3 separate regions of the Mus musculus genome follow, and regions 2 and 3 are each linked to region 1. The links are chromatin contacts, called in public capture Hi-C and promoter capture Hi-C maps. All regions are on one chromosome and are shown on one strand. Each heading gives the region's core, a stretch centred on a gene start, on an enhancer-like site or on the middle of the called end of the contact. The rest is flanking DNA. Distances are from core to core; before and after follow the strand shown.

Region 1 (5,040 bases), core at 1,176-3,675:
CCAAGGCTAGACGTGAACTCTGAGATCTGCTTGCCTTAGTCTCCTGGGATTAAAGACATGTACTACCTTGATTGGGCCTAAGCTTTTCATAGCCACTATGCCTCAAGATCTCCAGGCCAAGATCCAGGTCAGAAACTTGTATCTCCCAGCCTCAAAATCTGTATCACAAGTGAGGCCTCCAATTCTGGGTTGTAGTTCATTCTAGATATAGTCAAGTTGACAACCAGGAATAGACATTACAATTTGTTTTTTGGGTTTTGTTTTTAGGGGGCTGGAGAAATGGTTAAAAGCATTTGTTCTTGCAGAGGATCTAGGTTCCATGAGGCTCATATCCATCTGTAAATCCAGTTCCAAGGGATCTGACCCTCCTTTCTGGCCTCCTTAGGCAACAAGCATCCATTGGCGTGCATATATATATGTTGAGGTCTGGCCCCTGCATAGCTGTAGTCATTTTGTTCCATGCCCTCCAGCTATTTCATACTGTTGCTGTAATGTGCCTGCCAGTTGTTGACACAGAGAATAACTTGACTCAGAGCAGGGTCATGCTGATCACATATCCTGTTATGTTCTGTATGAGGTTTGTTAATGTTAAGAAATTCCACAAAGCTTTATGTAGGACCCATCAAGTTAAAAGTCAATATGAGATGTTACATCTAAAATGGCTGGAGTCAGAGCTAACTACCGGGCAGCACTTCCTGCACCTGGGTATGAATTCACAGCACTTTGTGTGTGTGTGTGTGTGTGTGTGTGTGTGTGTGTGTGTTTTAATAAGCTGTCCCTGAGAAATGTTTGTAGTCATGGCTCAGCCCTCGAATTCTGAGCTGCAGCCCTGATCGATCAGTCTTAGGGCATATGTTCAATAAACTATCCCTGTCTGACTGAGATCAGTGTTTGTGTGGTTTGTGAGCCAACTCCTGGACCCCAACATATACATGTAGGCAAAATATTCATACATGTACATTTAAAATTTTTTAAATTTTTAAAAAATTTTTTAATTTCTTTAAAAAATACTTTATTTGTGTGTGTGTGTGTGTAGGAATTGATTCTCTCTTTCCAGTATGTGTTTCCTGGAGATTGAACTCAGGTAGGCTTGGTGGCATTGTGTCTTTACCTGTTAAGCCAACGCCAGCACCCTCCTCTTCCCCTGTTTTTAGTTCTGGCTAGAATTTGCGATATAGACCACACTGAACTTGTACTCAGAGATAACCCTTGTCTCTGCCTCCTTAGTGCTGGGATATGCCACCATGCCCAGGTCTAGATTAACTCTTAAAGGTGAAAGCAAAGGAGTTGCAAAACTGATACCTACGCACCCCCCTTTTTCTCCTCCCCCTAATATCTACCTTTTTAGAGTTACCAGCGAAATAGGAGTTAAGCCGCCTGAGGCCACACTAACTGGGTTCCTGAGTGGGAGGCCGGAGCTGTATGGAAGGAAATGGCGAGAGAAATAATGGAGGCCAAGACACATTTCTGTTCAAGGCCCCCAAGTTTACTAAGAGTCTGTGCTTAAGCCTGGCGTGGGGCGCACGCCTTTAATCCCAGCACTCGGGAAGCAGAGGCAGGCGGATTTCTGAGTTTGAGGCCAGCCTGGTCTACAAAGTGAGTTCCAGGACAGCCAGAGCTACACAGAGAAACCCTGTCTCAAAACCATAACCCCCCGCCCCCCAAGCCATTCTTGATGCCTGTTGCCAGCCTGTAGGTGATCTGCTGGATGAAGTCTCTGGAATATCTAAAGGGCCTCTCAGCAGGTAGCAGTGGCAGGTGACGGAACAATAGAGCCATCTAAGTTGGAAGGTTCCACCCCAGGTAGTCTCATTCTCAGTGGCAACAAGGTCAAAGCCAGCCTACTCAAGGCTGGGGGAAGCTACTATGGGGGGGGGGGGGGCATCCTCAAAGTCTTCAAGACTACTTACTAATCTGTCTATTTACACTATTCCGCTCCTGTTCCACCATTTCTAACTTTTTGTTTTGTTTGGTTTGGTTTGGTTTTCGAGACAGGGTTTCTCTGTATATATAGCCCTGGCTGTCCTGGAACTCACTTTGTAGACCAGGCTGGCCTCGAACTCAGAAATCCGCCTGTCTCTGCCTCCCAAGTGCTGGGATTAAAGGCGTGTGCCACCATGCTCATTTCTAACATTTTTGGCGTCAGTGCATGTCATACCCAACCACTAAAAACTAGTTTAAGACAGGTCAACATAACTGTAGTCACTGAGTTACTAACCAGAGATACTTTGTTGGTGTAGTTTAAAAGGTTGCAGTCAGGAGGGAAGAGAAAAAGGAGAGAGGGAGAGCGAGCGTGGATTATACTATTACTGTAACCTGTAGTGTCTAAGTATCCTCAAGAAGCCACAGCAAGGACAGTCAGGACCAAGTCCTTCCATCCCTCGCCCATTTGGGCAGCGGGCCCGCGCCTGCGCACTCAGGACCGGTATAGGCCCCGCCCATCTACGTCACCAGTTTTTCCGAGAAGAAGCTCGCACTGCGTCTGTCCGCACCATTTTGTGTTGGGAGATCGTCGTAATCGTTTGCAGACTTCTCGCCGTCGCCTTGTAAGCTTTGTCTTCGCCTTGCAAGCTTTGTCTTCAGGGTTGGAAAGGTAAGACGCGGTGTCTGTCAGGGCCTTTCCTTGTATCTTCCCGCCGCCTCCAAGGACCCCGCTGCGGCTCTTCACGGCGGAGCCACGCGAAGGGGCTCTGTGCCCCGGCTGCGGAGCTCTGGCCGCTGGCTTCTGCGTAGGCGGGGACGATGCCCGCAGGCTCCGCGTCCCGAGGAGGGCCGGCCGACTGCAAGAGCCCGAGCTGCCGCGGCGGGACCTAAGATGGCGGTAGGGGGAAGGCCGCGCTCGTCCTTCGCCATGGCGGCGCCAGGGCGCGGCCTTCGCTTGGACTCGGTCGGTCCTGGTTTTGCTCTCGGCGGTGGCACGGCGCAGGTTTTGGTGCTGTTTTTCTTTATATTTGAAGCGAAAGGTCTTGGTAACCAGGCCGGCCCCACACGCTGCGGTCGCTGATCTTGTTAGAGATGGGCGCTGCGGGGACAGCGTCACAGCAGGCTGTCACCTCAGTTCTGTGTAGTTTCCGCCTTCGACGAAGAAAAGAATTTCAGAGGCGGTCGATAGATAGCGAAGTCGAGCATAATGAAAACGAGGCACACCGGGACAGCGCTTGTGAGAGCGAGGAACAAGTGATTTTTAAGAAGGTTTAGGATTTACTTAGGTTTTGTAACATTAAAACTCAAGACGGCCGGGCTGTACTGCCTGTCGCTCGCCTTTTAATCCCCTTTGAGCCTGTCTCAAAAAAAAAAAAGTTATAGAAAATTTCCTTTGTAAACAAAGTTGTAACGGGGGAGTTGTTTACCTTTAGGAAACAGGAGGGGAACACCCTAAGATTGTACGTCACTTCCGCTCTGAACAGCTTTATTTTCAACATCATGGCCTGTCCTGTACAGTTAAGTAGAGTGGCTTTATTGGTGGAGCCCGAATTTTGTTGACTCGGCATAAAAGGCGCGCCTGTTACCTTCTCAGGCTTTCCTCCCATATTTTCATAATTTTCCCAGTCTCCCTCTGCTAGCAGTAAGAGTGTCAGCGGGGACCGTGGGCATTTACTTGACGGTGAATTGGGAATTGAGGTCATCTGCTGAGCAGCTTTTTTTTTTTTTTTTTTTTTTTTTTAATAGCTGTAAACAAACACTTCATAACATCCAAACTGGTATTTTACCAAAAACAAACAAAACACTTTGGGGGCGGGGGCTGTTCCAGACAGGGTTTCTCTGTATAGCTCTGGCTGTCCTGGAACTCATTTTATAGACCAGGCTGGCCTCTTACTCAGAAGTCCGCCTGCCTCTGCCTCCCGAGTGCTGAGATTAAAGGTGTGCACCACCACGCCCAGTTAAAAAAAAACTTCTTAATTAGGGTCACTTGTGGTTACGTTGGTCGGAGACTTGGTTTGGGTAGAAATTGAACCTTGTGAACCTGTAAGTTGAACTTCTGAAAGAGCTGTCATACATTTTTCTTAAGTTTTAACCTTTTTCACTTAAGGTTTTAAACCTTTTTCACTTAATATGAATTTGGGCATTGTGAAAACAAGGTGAAAAAAAATCTGGCCGGGCATGGTGGCGCACACCTTTAATCTCAGCATTTGGGAGGCAGAGGCAGGTGGATTTCTGAGTTTGAGGTCAGCCTGGTCTACAAAGTGAGTTCCAGGACAGCCAGGGCTACACAGAGAAACCCTGTCTCGAAAAACCAAAAAAAAAAAAAAAAAAAATCTGTGAATAAAGTTTACATTGCAGAATCTGAGGCAATGCAATAATTTTTATGATTGCAGACAGTTGACTAAAATTTTAGAACTTTGATTTTAAACAAAACGTTAATGCTGGGGGTCACATGCATTTTATCCCAGTACTCCAGAGGCAAGAGGCAGGTGGCTCTTTGAATTCAAGGGCAACTTGGTGCACATAGTTAGAGCTACTCTATATTGAGGCTGTCTGGGGAGGGGAAAGATGGAAACTAATGGGAGTTTGCAAAGAAACATTTACTACTGAACATCACAGAACTACAGTTTAACTGGTAAAATTTGTCTTTCATAGATGAGACATTCAAAGAGAACTTACTGTCCTGACTGGGATGAAAGAGACTGGGATTATGGAACATGGAGAAGCAGCAGCAGTCACAAAAGAAAGAAGAGATCACATAGCAGCGCCCGTGAGCAAAAGCGCTGCAGGTACGATCACTCCAAAACGACAGACAGGTAAGAAAGGCGGTTATGGGCTGGGAAGATAGCTTAGCTGGTACTTAAGCTTGGCAGAGGACAGTTTGGCTCCCAACACTTCAGACACACTACCACTAACCTGTAACTCAGCTCCAGAGGACCTGATGCCCTTTTCTGGCACTCCTTAGTATACTACCTATACACACACACACACACACACACAATTAAAAATTCATCTTTACAAGGCATATAAAGTACTGCAATATAAAAGTAGATTTATACTGGGAGAGTAGCTCAGATATAGAACGTTTGCCTACCGTGTATAAAATCCTGGGGGCCA
Region 2 (5,040 bases), core at 1,853-4,352, 1.0 Mb after region 1:
AGTGCCTCTAGTACTTAGGAGGCTGAATCAAGAGGATCCAGAATTCAAGAGCAGCCTGGGCTATACATAGTGAACAACCTATGAATGAATGAATGAATAGATAAGCACGCAAATAAGCTTATAATTGACAGCCCCAAAGTCCTGAAGCTACACAATTACTTCATTATTTAATGGATGCAAGCGAAACAGATTTTATGACTCAGTTTAGGATGTACATCATAGGTATTATAAATCTAAATATCACTCCCTCCATCAGCCCCAGGTTATTTGATCTAAAGGAAAGAAAATGCGACTACTGAGGAACTCAAATATGAAAACTGGGGTCCTTACTGTTATATCAAAGATCAGACCCAAGAACCATGGATAAATACTTCCACTCCCTGAAATGGGGATCAGATGCCTCCCTAGTCAAACTGATTCTTCACCCCAGACTATTAACTATGACTACCCTACTGAAAGGAGTTTCTTCTTCCTGGGGATAGAATGCACTTACGATGCTTATGGGAGGTAAGGAGTGGAGGCTATGTCTCTACTCATGTCCAGTGAGGCAGGCAACAAGAGACTCTCTTGCAGAGACCAAGGAATGCTTATCCCAGTTAGATGCTCACGGATGCAGAAATTTAGGAGTCCATCCCACACTGTACTGAACTGGAGTCCAAAGAATCTTTTCAGAAAACTTCCTGTTTGCAAGGGTTCAGAAACATTTATAATAAGGATGTGACGTAGAATGGACTGCAAAGAATGAGGAGAGCTACACTGGGTAAGAGCCACACTTCTCTCCAGAATGCACCATGGGAAGGAACATCTTTACAGAGCATAAATTACACAGCCCAACTAAGCTGCAAGGAAGGATCCAGCTAAAGGGAACTGCCTAAGACAGTGTAAGGAGACCCAGAGACATAAACACACCTCGACAGTTACCCTGCAGGAAAGCAAGCTGTGATGGCACCTGGACTCCTAGCACTTGAGAGAACTCCGGCTCTTACTGCTGAGGGTCAGGAAGCCATGGGATGGTCTGGAAGAGGGTGGAATAATGAGACCTTGGCTGTCAACCACAGTTCCATCACTGTACATACAGAGAGGTGGAGACACTGCATGCTGCTGGATTAGACCGGAGATATGAGAGATCTACAGATGACTTTGGATTTCTAAGTCGAATCGTTAAATAGGTATTTTCATTAACCTGGATAAGGAAGGCTGCTTCAATAGATTTTCAGTTTTAGAAGGCTACTAAATATCCAAAGGAAGTAAAGGCATGCAATTGGTGAGTTCATAAACACCCGCTAATGTCTAGACTAAATAAATGCCAGGCTCGTGAGCATGGAGGCAGTATGTAAAGTCACGAGATGGAAAGAGATCACTGAAAGAGTAGAGTAAAAAAATCCCAAGAGTGGAGCATGAGGCTACTTGAAGGTGAGAAGGGGCTGGAACCTAACTAGAGTTATTCCCAAATTTCAGCTTGATTGAGGCCCTCTGACTTTTATATCTGAGGCACTTCAATGGAGAGATTTAACATCTGCATAGACTTCATAGCTAAGAAGTACAGAGTGGAATGGGAAACCTGGGTGACTTGGCATTGAAGCTTTGGGATGCACGGCCTTCCATTTCTTTTCCAGAAGACCTCATGCTCTATAAAACCCCACACTCTGAACATTACCATTCTGTCATTGTCCCAAAGGCTGATGATGGGAAATGAAAGATGATCCTCAAACTATATCTAGAACACTTTAGGCCCTACTTAAGCCAGGTGGATGTTCTGTCTGGAACACTTTTACAGCAGAAAGTACTCAGCCACCATCACCACCACCACCACCACCACCACCACTGGAAGGCATGAAGTAGTTGGTCACAAGTCGCAGGAAGCAGAAGCAACACACTTGTTTTCAATCTGGGAATAAAGGCACCAAAATGAGATTTTCTTGAACCTAAATTTGGGTTTTTGCTAGTTTCCATTAGCAGTCAACTAGTCAAGTCAACTGATTTGAGAGAAAACAGCAAGAGAAAATAGATTTTTTGGTGTATCATTTTAAAGCACCAATTTCAAAACAATAACAGTTTTCTAGTATGAGGAAACCATCTAGCTATATTCTAACTTGAATATCTACCCTAGTGCTAACAACGCTCTGGGATAATTGATTTTCAATGTAAATGCCAACTGTATCTGCGCTGTCCAACGGGGTACAAGCAAGTCACCTGTGGTGACTCAACACTTGGCAATACAACTAGTGAGACAGAGAACGCTGCCTTTTCATTTTAACTTGTTCAGATACTCTCACGCGGCTAATGTATCCACTGCACGATGCAGTTTTACATTAAAACCCAGCTTCCAGGACAGCTTCAGCAAAGACGTATGTCTGCAGCTATAAAAACCAGTAACAGGAAGCACACAGATGAGTTGAATTCAAATGGGCCTCTCAGTATCATTAGCATTCTTGACGATTGCATCCCTTCCACTGCTGTGTTTTAGGGTTACTGGAAAGGTCACTTTAGCAACGGATGTATTTTATTTGGTCAGTCAGCGTTTTCTAAACAGTCCAGTGCCCAGCACACACACAGTCCTCTGAGAGCAGGCTGGAGCTGTGCGTGGCTGTCCCACTCCCTGTCGCGCCTCTCCTTCCACCCAGTGGCACCTGGACTGACAGCCGCTCTCTGGAGACCGTGGCCCTCCAAGGCCCCTTCCCCGGATGGGGCTCTGGCAGGAACGGGGGCGCGCCCCGCACCCCCATCGTATGAGAACCCGTGTGGGCGTGTCGGGGAGGCCTGGCCCCGCGTTACCTGCACGTCCCCAGGGAAGTAGAGGACGTGGTGCCGCTGCTCCGGGGAATCTCCTTCCCGGGATGTCAGCAGGAGCAGTTCGTTGCTGCGCTGCGGGTCGGAGCCCGGCACCGTGGAGCGCTGCAGACGGTGGCTGTCCTCCGGGGAGCCCCGCTCACCGCCGCCCGGGTTCATGGCTCGGGTCTGCAGGCGGGACGCGGAGTCTCCGGAAGCGAGCAGCGGCCGCAGCAGCAGCAGCACCAGCGCGGGGGACCGCAGACGCCGCGACCCCAGCATGGGCTCGAGCCGCCAGGGCCGCTCACCCGGCAGCGAGGGCGGGGCCTCGGCTGCCCAACGGCTTCGGTCGCCGTGACGTCAGCACGCCGCGTGCGTCCGGAGGGAGGGGGAGCGGAGGGCGCGGCTGGAGGAAGGACGTTTGTGGTTGGCGGACTCAGCCCCGGCCGGGAAGTTCGAACGGACGTGGAAGAGCCCGCAGGTTGGGCCCATGCACAGCAGCAGCTGCTCAGGGTCAGAGTTTCCTCGGGTTCTGTATAAAAGCTTTGGTAGGTTCATCCTCACGGTGAAGATGTGTCTTTGTTAATTTAGTCCAAGGTAAAGAAGAATGGTTCTGAAAGTCTTGTACTTGCTCAGAATGAAAAGAATCCCCTATGTCCCGAAGTTACCTAGTTAGGGAATTTCTGGCTCCACACCAAGTCTAGCACATTCCTAGTTGGTAGAGAGAGAGAGCTGGACACTTACCTTAGGGAAGATAGAGAAAAGGCCTACTTGTTCACACATTTACTGTAGGGGTGTTTACAGCTTATCGAATTTCCGATTTAGGGTTTTGAAACCACGTTGAAAAGTATAGGAAAGTCGTGGAAATAGCAACTTCTTACTTAAAGTTGTGTAGAAATAGGACTGGGCCAAATTTATGCTAAAGGTGGGAAAAGTGAATCTTGTTTTAACATTGTGTGTGCACATCGGACACGCACATGCATCTGTTTGCTGCTGTGGGCTTGAAGTGACTTTGGGTGTAAAGGAGATTCCTGGAAAGAAGTTGAAACTTGAAGTTTCTGCAGGAGTGATTAGCTGATTAGAACTTAAATGACTGGGGAGAAATTATGTTGTAAGTTCAAACCCTGATTAAAAATTATCTTGAGCTGTCTTTCGCTCTTTTAATTAATAGCCTTTCCTAGCTAACCTGTGTACCTAAACAGCCAGCATACTAGTGAGTATCAGATGAAACCTTTGAAATGTATTAGCTTAGCTTCCACCAGCCCAGAAGCTAAGACTTATATTAGAGGCCTATAGCAGAAATTTTCTGTCTGTTATCTTATTTTCAAAGTCTTAAATTATATAATATTTTCTATTTTGATACTGTAAAACTTGAGCTAACTGATATGTGGCTCATCTTTAAGGTGAGAGCAGTTTTTTTGTATCACAGTACATTCCTCACACTCCATCTTTTAAAATTTTTTATTGATTAGTTTATTGTTTGACAGCATCTTGCTGAACCTGAAGCTCATGGATTAGGCTAGACTGGGCTAGCCAAGAAGCCCCCAATGGTTTGCCTGTTTCTAACTTCCCAGCTACTGGGTTCTCTGTTTTGTGGATGCTGGGGATCCAATTCAGCCCCCATGCTTTGGGGAAAGAGGCAGGCACCTTACCAACTAGGTCATATCCCAAGCCTTATTCTAATTTTAAATTTCTTGTATTTGTTAACAAAGTATAATTGCTCTGTACATTTTCTTAGTGTCTTTATAGAGGTATGCTTTACCAATTACTTTGACAAAAACTGTTAGATTCTATCTGACATAATAAATGTAACTGAGGTGTTTTGATTGAAAATGGCCCCCACAGACCCATATTTGAATACTTAGTTCCCAGTTCATAGAACTGGTTGAGAAGGGCTCTGATGTATGGAGTTCTTGGAGGAAGTGTTTTTCTGGGGATGGTTTTGGGGATTTGAAAGCCCACACCATTCTAAGTTTGCCCACTACTCCTCCATCCTTGTAGGTCAAGATCTAAGCTCTTGGCTACTACATTAGCACCATGTCCTACACTAGCACCATGTCTGCCTGCTGCCATGCTCCCCACCATGAGGGTCATGGACTCTATCTAACCCTCTGGAACTATGAGCCCACAGTTAAATACTTTCTTTTATAAGTTGCTTCGGTTATGGTGTTTTATCACAGCAATAGAAAAGTAAGATACAAACCAAGAATAAATTATTTAATTCCTACCACAAAGTAGATTGATTGCTTTATTAAAATAGCTAGTTTAGAA
Region 3 (5,040 bases), core at 1,777-4,276, 1.0 Mb after region 1:
ACTACAAATTATGAATCCATTTCTAGGTCTTGGGAAATGACAGTATGTGGCATATATACTAGATATCTCAATAAAAAATTACCTTCTATTTTATTTTAAAATGATGATATAAACAACTATGATATACCTCTTAATCATTTACAGACAGCAATTAGAAAGTAAAACACTCTGGAGTCTAGATTGTACTTGAAGTCTGGAGATCTGGATTATAGACAGAACCTCTCTAAGATATATGTTAGGTTTAGAAAAGTGGGAGAAAGGAGAAATAGCTTATGATCTAAGACAGTGACTCTCAACCTGAGGTATAAGGTCTTATTTTAAGAAGGGGGAAGAGAATCCACAATTCTCCACACTCAGCAATGAGAAAAAGCTGATACATTCAGATCCCACTTGTATTTCAGGAGCTTTAAGCCAGCTGAGAGAAGACATGTTAGCCAACAAGTTCAAGAATTTAAGATATAAGAGAGAACTATCTAATCTTGGAGGACCACAGAGGTTCCATAAAGGAAGTAGCTGAAACCTGACTACTGGCTGGAGAAAAGCGAGCACGTGCAACAGAGAACTGCAAATGATTACTAGCTGAACTGTCTCTCTGCCATGGTCATGGTAAAGCCCTAAACTCTAAGACCTTGGGATATGATATTATTTGGAGACAACACCTTTAAAGAAGTGATTAAATAATAATAATAATAAAAAGCTGGTTAGTGTATCATCAGTACCTTTATGACAGGAGGAAATGTTTAGAGATGCCAGACATAAACAAATGTAGCGGCCTGAGGAGAAGGCAAACTTCTCATCTCTAGATATTGGAATATTTCTGTTTAAGCTGTTTAGTCTGAGACACCCTCTATAATAGCCCTAGCAAACAACCACAATTCAATGCAGATGACTTTTGAGAACATGCACATACCCAAATTCAAGGTCTCCCTGAACACTCTGGGGCAGGGATCTCCTATGTTTGGAAAGCTCTCACATGCAGCATGAATGATAATCCAGATATTAGGAACTATAACCGTTATGCAGAACCCTCGTCTCTACTTTGGTTGGTCAAGATCATACCTGAGCAAACTGCTCTAAAATGTAATAATGAATAATGAGGCTACCCTGGTAAGATCCTCTCCACACTAGAGTTAGTTATGAGGTACCTTGTAGGTGCTAGAAATGGAACTTAGGATCTCTGAAAGATGTTCTTTAGCCACTGAACCATCTCGCCAGCACACCTGGGTTCATCGTGTCTAAACAAGGATTGGACAAGAGGCCTTTTCAATTTGACGTCATATGATGATTTCCATTCCTGAACTAGTGTAGTTATGTATGGGTGATGGAGCAGACTCATGTGTGGACACTGCAGAGTAAGGAGTAGGATCCCACCATTTTACCCCTCTGTGCACAACTGACACAGAGAACAGACTAGCAAATTCACCCTATCTTCATACTTAGGTAGGCATTATCACTCAAGCTTGCTCACTTTTATTTTTGAGCAAACATATATATTAGCTAAGAGTGGACCCAGGGAGACAGGAGTTAATACTGCCCCAGATTACACGAAGTTGAGAACTCATTTACAACTACATGAGTTGGGTATAAATGGCTAGGAATTGGGGAAAATCTGAATAAGTCAGAAGTAAAATTAAAAATACCAGCATATAGTCAATGTTGTTAAATTATTATCCTGATGGTCTATTCCAGTATGAACTGGAGAATAAACTATGACTTCTACCTTTGTATTAATCAACAGTTTTGAAATGCTAGGGACTGACAACCTAAGAAAATGAAAGGAGATTTAAAAAGTCTTCCTGGAAAGAAAAGCATGTACACACAAACTGTGTCAATGATCTTGAGATTCAAAGTGACCATTGTTAAGGCAACATCACTTGCTATTCAGAAAGGTCACGATGGGCAAAGTCAGAGCTAGGAATCACCAGTGTGCTAGACCTGGACACTAAGTAGACCAGCAGCCTCAGCAAACTCTTATCCTTGACAGAATATATAGGTAGAGAATGCAGAAGGCAATTCAGATCTGTCAAACAGCTGGTAGGAAACTGCCTTTGTACCTGAAATGATATGTTATTACTTTGGCAGTGTTATCTTATTCCTCACCATAACTTACTCCATTCGATTTACTTAACAAATACTTATGAAGTGCCTACTATGTGTGCCAGGCACTGTCTTCTCTAATCTTCTAATTCTGGAAAAATCATACCCAAAGGATTAACTAATTTTAGAGTGGCACTGACAAACAGGCTTTGAACTTAGGCCTTCATCCTAGTTTCTTGAATGAACCCCTCCTCCCTGACGACCATGCGAACACACTTAGAAGCTTATTAAAGTCCTGAAGTGGCCGAAAGATTCAGTGTCTAGGTCACTACCATCGTTGGATACCACGGGTCGCAATGAAGAAACTTCATGGCTAAACACTTGATCACGGAAACGCTGAATGCACGAGGCAGAGAGGTCAGTTAGGGGAGCAAACAAACCTGCTTCGCCCCTTCAGAGAACTCAGCGATACTGAACTCTTTGTCGAAATAGGCCCAAATAAGGAAGGCGTAAATTCGAGTCCGGACCCAGTTGATGGGATTGGAAAATCCCAGAATGATCATTCTGGTTCTCTGGCGTTGCTGGGGCTGCTCCTCGGTGCTGTAGCTGCGGCTGGGACTAGCGGGTAAAGAAGCGAGGGCTGGAGGATGTTCTACCCGGCCGAGAAGGGATCTTCGGGAGCTCCAGGAACGCAACGCAGGGCTTGTCCAGGCCCGAGTGTAGCGAGGGATCGGAGCCGCGCTTGAGCCCAGGCGACGGCGGCACAGGCAGCAAATTTCAGTCAGCGTCAGCCTCACCTCGGTGCTACCGAGAGTCCGGAGTCGGGTGACCGGGCCGGGCAGCGGCCGGGAAAGCAGGGGCAGAGGTAGGAGACGGGCGGCCAGCGCCATGTTTGTGACCTTTCACCTCTGCATGCCTGTGCAGTACTGAAAGCAGGCCGGAGGGAAACCAGCTCGCCGGGGTTGGAGAAGTGGAGCCAAGGCCGCCTCGCTGCCGCCGCCTCGGGTGAGTCCTCTCATTTCGGCTGTGTTAGCCCTCAGCCCAGGCCGAAGCCCTCGGGCTCCCCGCCGTGCGCACTTCGAACCAGCCGCCGCCCTCTGGGGTCAGTCACCTACGCGGACCATTTCTTCCGGAGTAGTGTTTCCAGGGGAAATCACGCGTGGAAGAACTCGTCCAAATTCCCAGGCCTGTGAATTTCACCATGGCTGAGCAGCGTCTTCCGGTACCCCGGCTGCGGGGCGTCTCCCGGGAGCAGTTCATGGAGCATCTTTATCCACAGGTGAGGAGGCCCGCCGCGGAAAGGCAGGGGAGACACCCCGGTACCTTCTGGCGGCCCATCTGCTCTCCTGCAACCCAGAGATTGTTCGGGGGAAGAGAAGGCGCTCTGCTGTCAAGGGAGTGAGCGGAAGGGACCTGTAGCCCTGCTCGGGAATTCAAAGCCCCGGAGAGAAACGGCCCCACATTTTTGGGGAGCAGGATGACCGGAGAAAGCTGGGTGGCACGAAGCTCACTGAGAGGTCGCGCGTGTGGCTTTCTGACCTCACGTGCTCCCTTTCTATGGAGTTTTTCCTAAAGTCTAGTTCAGGATCCCTCGCCCTTCTCTTGCTTGGTCCTAACAGCCCCTGGAGTATTTCGAGATATTAGATTTTTGAAACTCGATATTTCAGTCTAATGAAGGATTGCAACAGGGAAACCAATGGAAATCGTCTCGTAGGTTTCCTCTGGTACAAGTCATTCCTTGATTTAAGCCAGAATCATAATTAAGGATTAAGCCCTTTAGTTTTGTTTTGTTGTTTTGTTTTTTCCGAGACAGGGTTTCACTGTATAGCTCTTGCTGTCCTGGAACTCACTCTGTAGACAAGGCTGGCCTCGAACTCATAAATCCGCCTGCCTCAGCCTCCGAAGTGCTGAGACTAAAGGCGTGCGCCACCACCGCCCGGCTCCCTTTAGTTTTTAAAGAAAGAAGTAGCAGAAAGCAGTTAGATTTAAGAAAAGAAAATAAGTTTGCTCTCAGGACTTTTCAAGAAAGTCCAAGTATCAGAATAACAGAGTAAGGATTCTGGCGATTATTCTAAGGGAAAAAGTCTCTGAAGTATATTAGTGGTAGTAAGATAGGATCTGTAGCTACAGCTACGCTATGCTGCTGGAGCAGCCTGAAGTGTTCCTTTGAGAAGACAGGATTACTGATGACCCTAGAAGAATTTCTAATTGAGTCAATATAAGGCAGAGTTTAAGTTTACTAAGAAGTTGTAGTTCATGTTTCAAGAGAGATGCTTTGGGCTAATACTATAGTTTGATCAGGTAAAACCATGGTTCACTAACATTGCACAAGGAGGTTAAGATGTGTCTTTTTTTACAGGTCAGTGGTGGCACATGCTTTTAATCCCAACATTCAGGAGGCAGAGGCAGGCAGATCTCTGAGTTCCAGGCCAACCTGATCTACAGAGCAAGTCCCAGGACAGCCAGGGCTTCATGGAGAAATCTTGTCTCAAAAACAAACAAAGAAGAAACAAAACCAAAAAAACCCCCAAAATATAAAAAGACAAGTCTTTTACTGCTGGTGGAGCTTTAATCTTGCTCATGAGAATCCTAGAAAATAACTATCTTACAGGAAAGGTGATAAGCCGTACCTGGTCATATGCGTTTTGGCCTTAGACATGATTTGTTACTATTATAATATTCTTACTTATAAAAAGAAATACCTCCATGTAGGCCACCTCCCAGCAAGATTTTTTAATTGTGCTGGAATTATTATTATTATGGAGACAGGGTATCTCTGTGTAGCCCTACTTGCCCTGGTATTCTGATCTGTAGATCAGGCTGTCTCAAGCTCACAGAGACCCACCTGCCTCCCTAGTGCTGGGATTAAAGGTATGTGCCATTACATCCTGACTAGTTGTGCTGAATTCTTACCTCTCAGCTGGTGAGAGACTTTAGACTGCAGGGTGAGGACCTTTCTATCCCATGTCCTTAAATTTCCCTGTCTTCCTACCTCACCTCAGT

Evidence for each region. Promoter capture Hi-C pulls out the DNA fragments that hold promoters and counts their contacts. Capture Hi-C pulls out chosen DNA fragments and counts their contacts.
Region 2: a contact with region 1 is called in a capture Hi-C map of embryonic stem cells, with 5 times the contacts expected there. The contact joins the promoter of 1700066M21Rik here to the promoter of Clk1 in region 1. A contact is called at or near these places in 6 of 39 promoter capture datasets (the C10 cell line, cranial neural crest, erythroid cells and 3 more), 1 of 484 Hi-C or Micro-C datasets (pre-B cells), 2 of 115 datasets of contacts at active chromatin or transcription factors (large pre-B cells and neural tube) and 2 of 9 other capture datasets (adipose tissue and embryonic stem cells).
Region 3: a promoter capture Hi-C map of pre-B cells shows a contact between it and region 1, with 9 times the contacts expected there. The contact joins the promoter of Tyw5 here to the promoter of Clk1 in region 1. A contact is called at or near these places in 18 of 39 promoter capture datasets (the 3T3-L1 cell line, 3T3-L1-derived adipocytes, the C10 cell line and 12 more), 1 of 484 Hi-C or Micro-C datasets (cardiomyocytes), 6 of 115 datasets of contacts at active chromatin or transcription factors (double positive thymocytes, embryonic stem cells, pro-B cells and 1 more) and 3 of 9 other capture datasets (adipose tissue, embryonic stem cells and liver).

Annotation. Positions count from the first base shown.
Region 1 is chr1:58,421,473-58,426,512 of GRCm38.p6, reverse strand. It overlaps Clk1 (CDC-like kinase 1), which reads left to right and starts at 2,425. Exons shown (of 13, transcript NM_001042634.2): 1 at 2,425-2,593; 2 at 4,579-4,739. The coding sequence starts at 4,579.
Region 2 is chr1:57,375,682-57,380,721 of GRCm38.p6, reverse strand. It overlaps 1700066M21Rik (RIKEN cDNA 1700066M21 gene), which reads right to left and starts at 3,102. Exons shown (of 2, transcript NM_028546.1): 1 at 2,776-3,102. The coding sequence starts at 3,051. 4930558J18Rik (RIKEN cDNA 4930558J18 gene) reads left to right here and starts at 3,178. Exons shown (of 4, transcript NR_037999.1): 1 at 3,178-3,317.
Region 3 is chr1:57,404,660-57,409,699 of GRCm38.p6, reverse strand. It overlaps Tyw5 (tRNA-yW synthesizing protein 5), which reads left to right and starts at 3,026. Exons shown (of 8, transcript NM_001037742.2): 1 at 3,026-3,316. The coding sequence starts at 3,239. It overlaps Maip1 (matrix AAA peptidase interacting protein 1), which reads right to left and starts at 3,434. Exons shown (of 5, transcript NM_001081181.3): 1 at 2,478-3,434. The coding sequence starts at 2,927.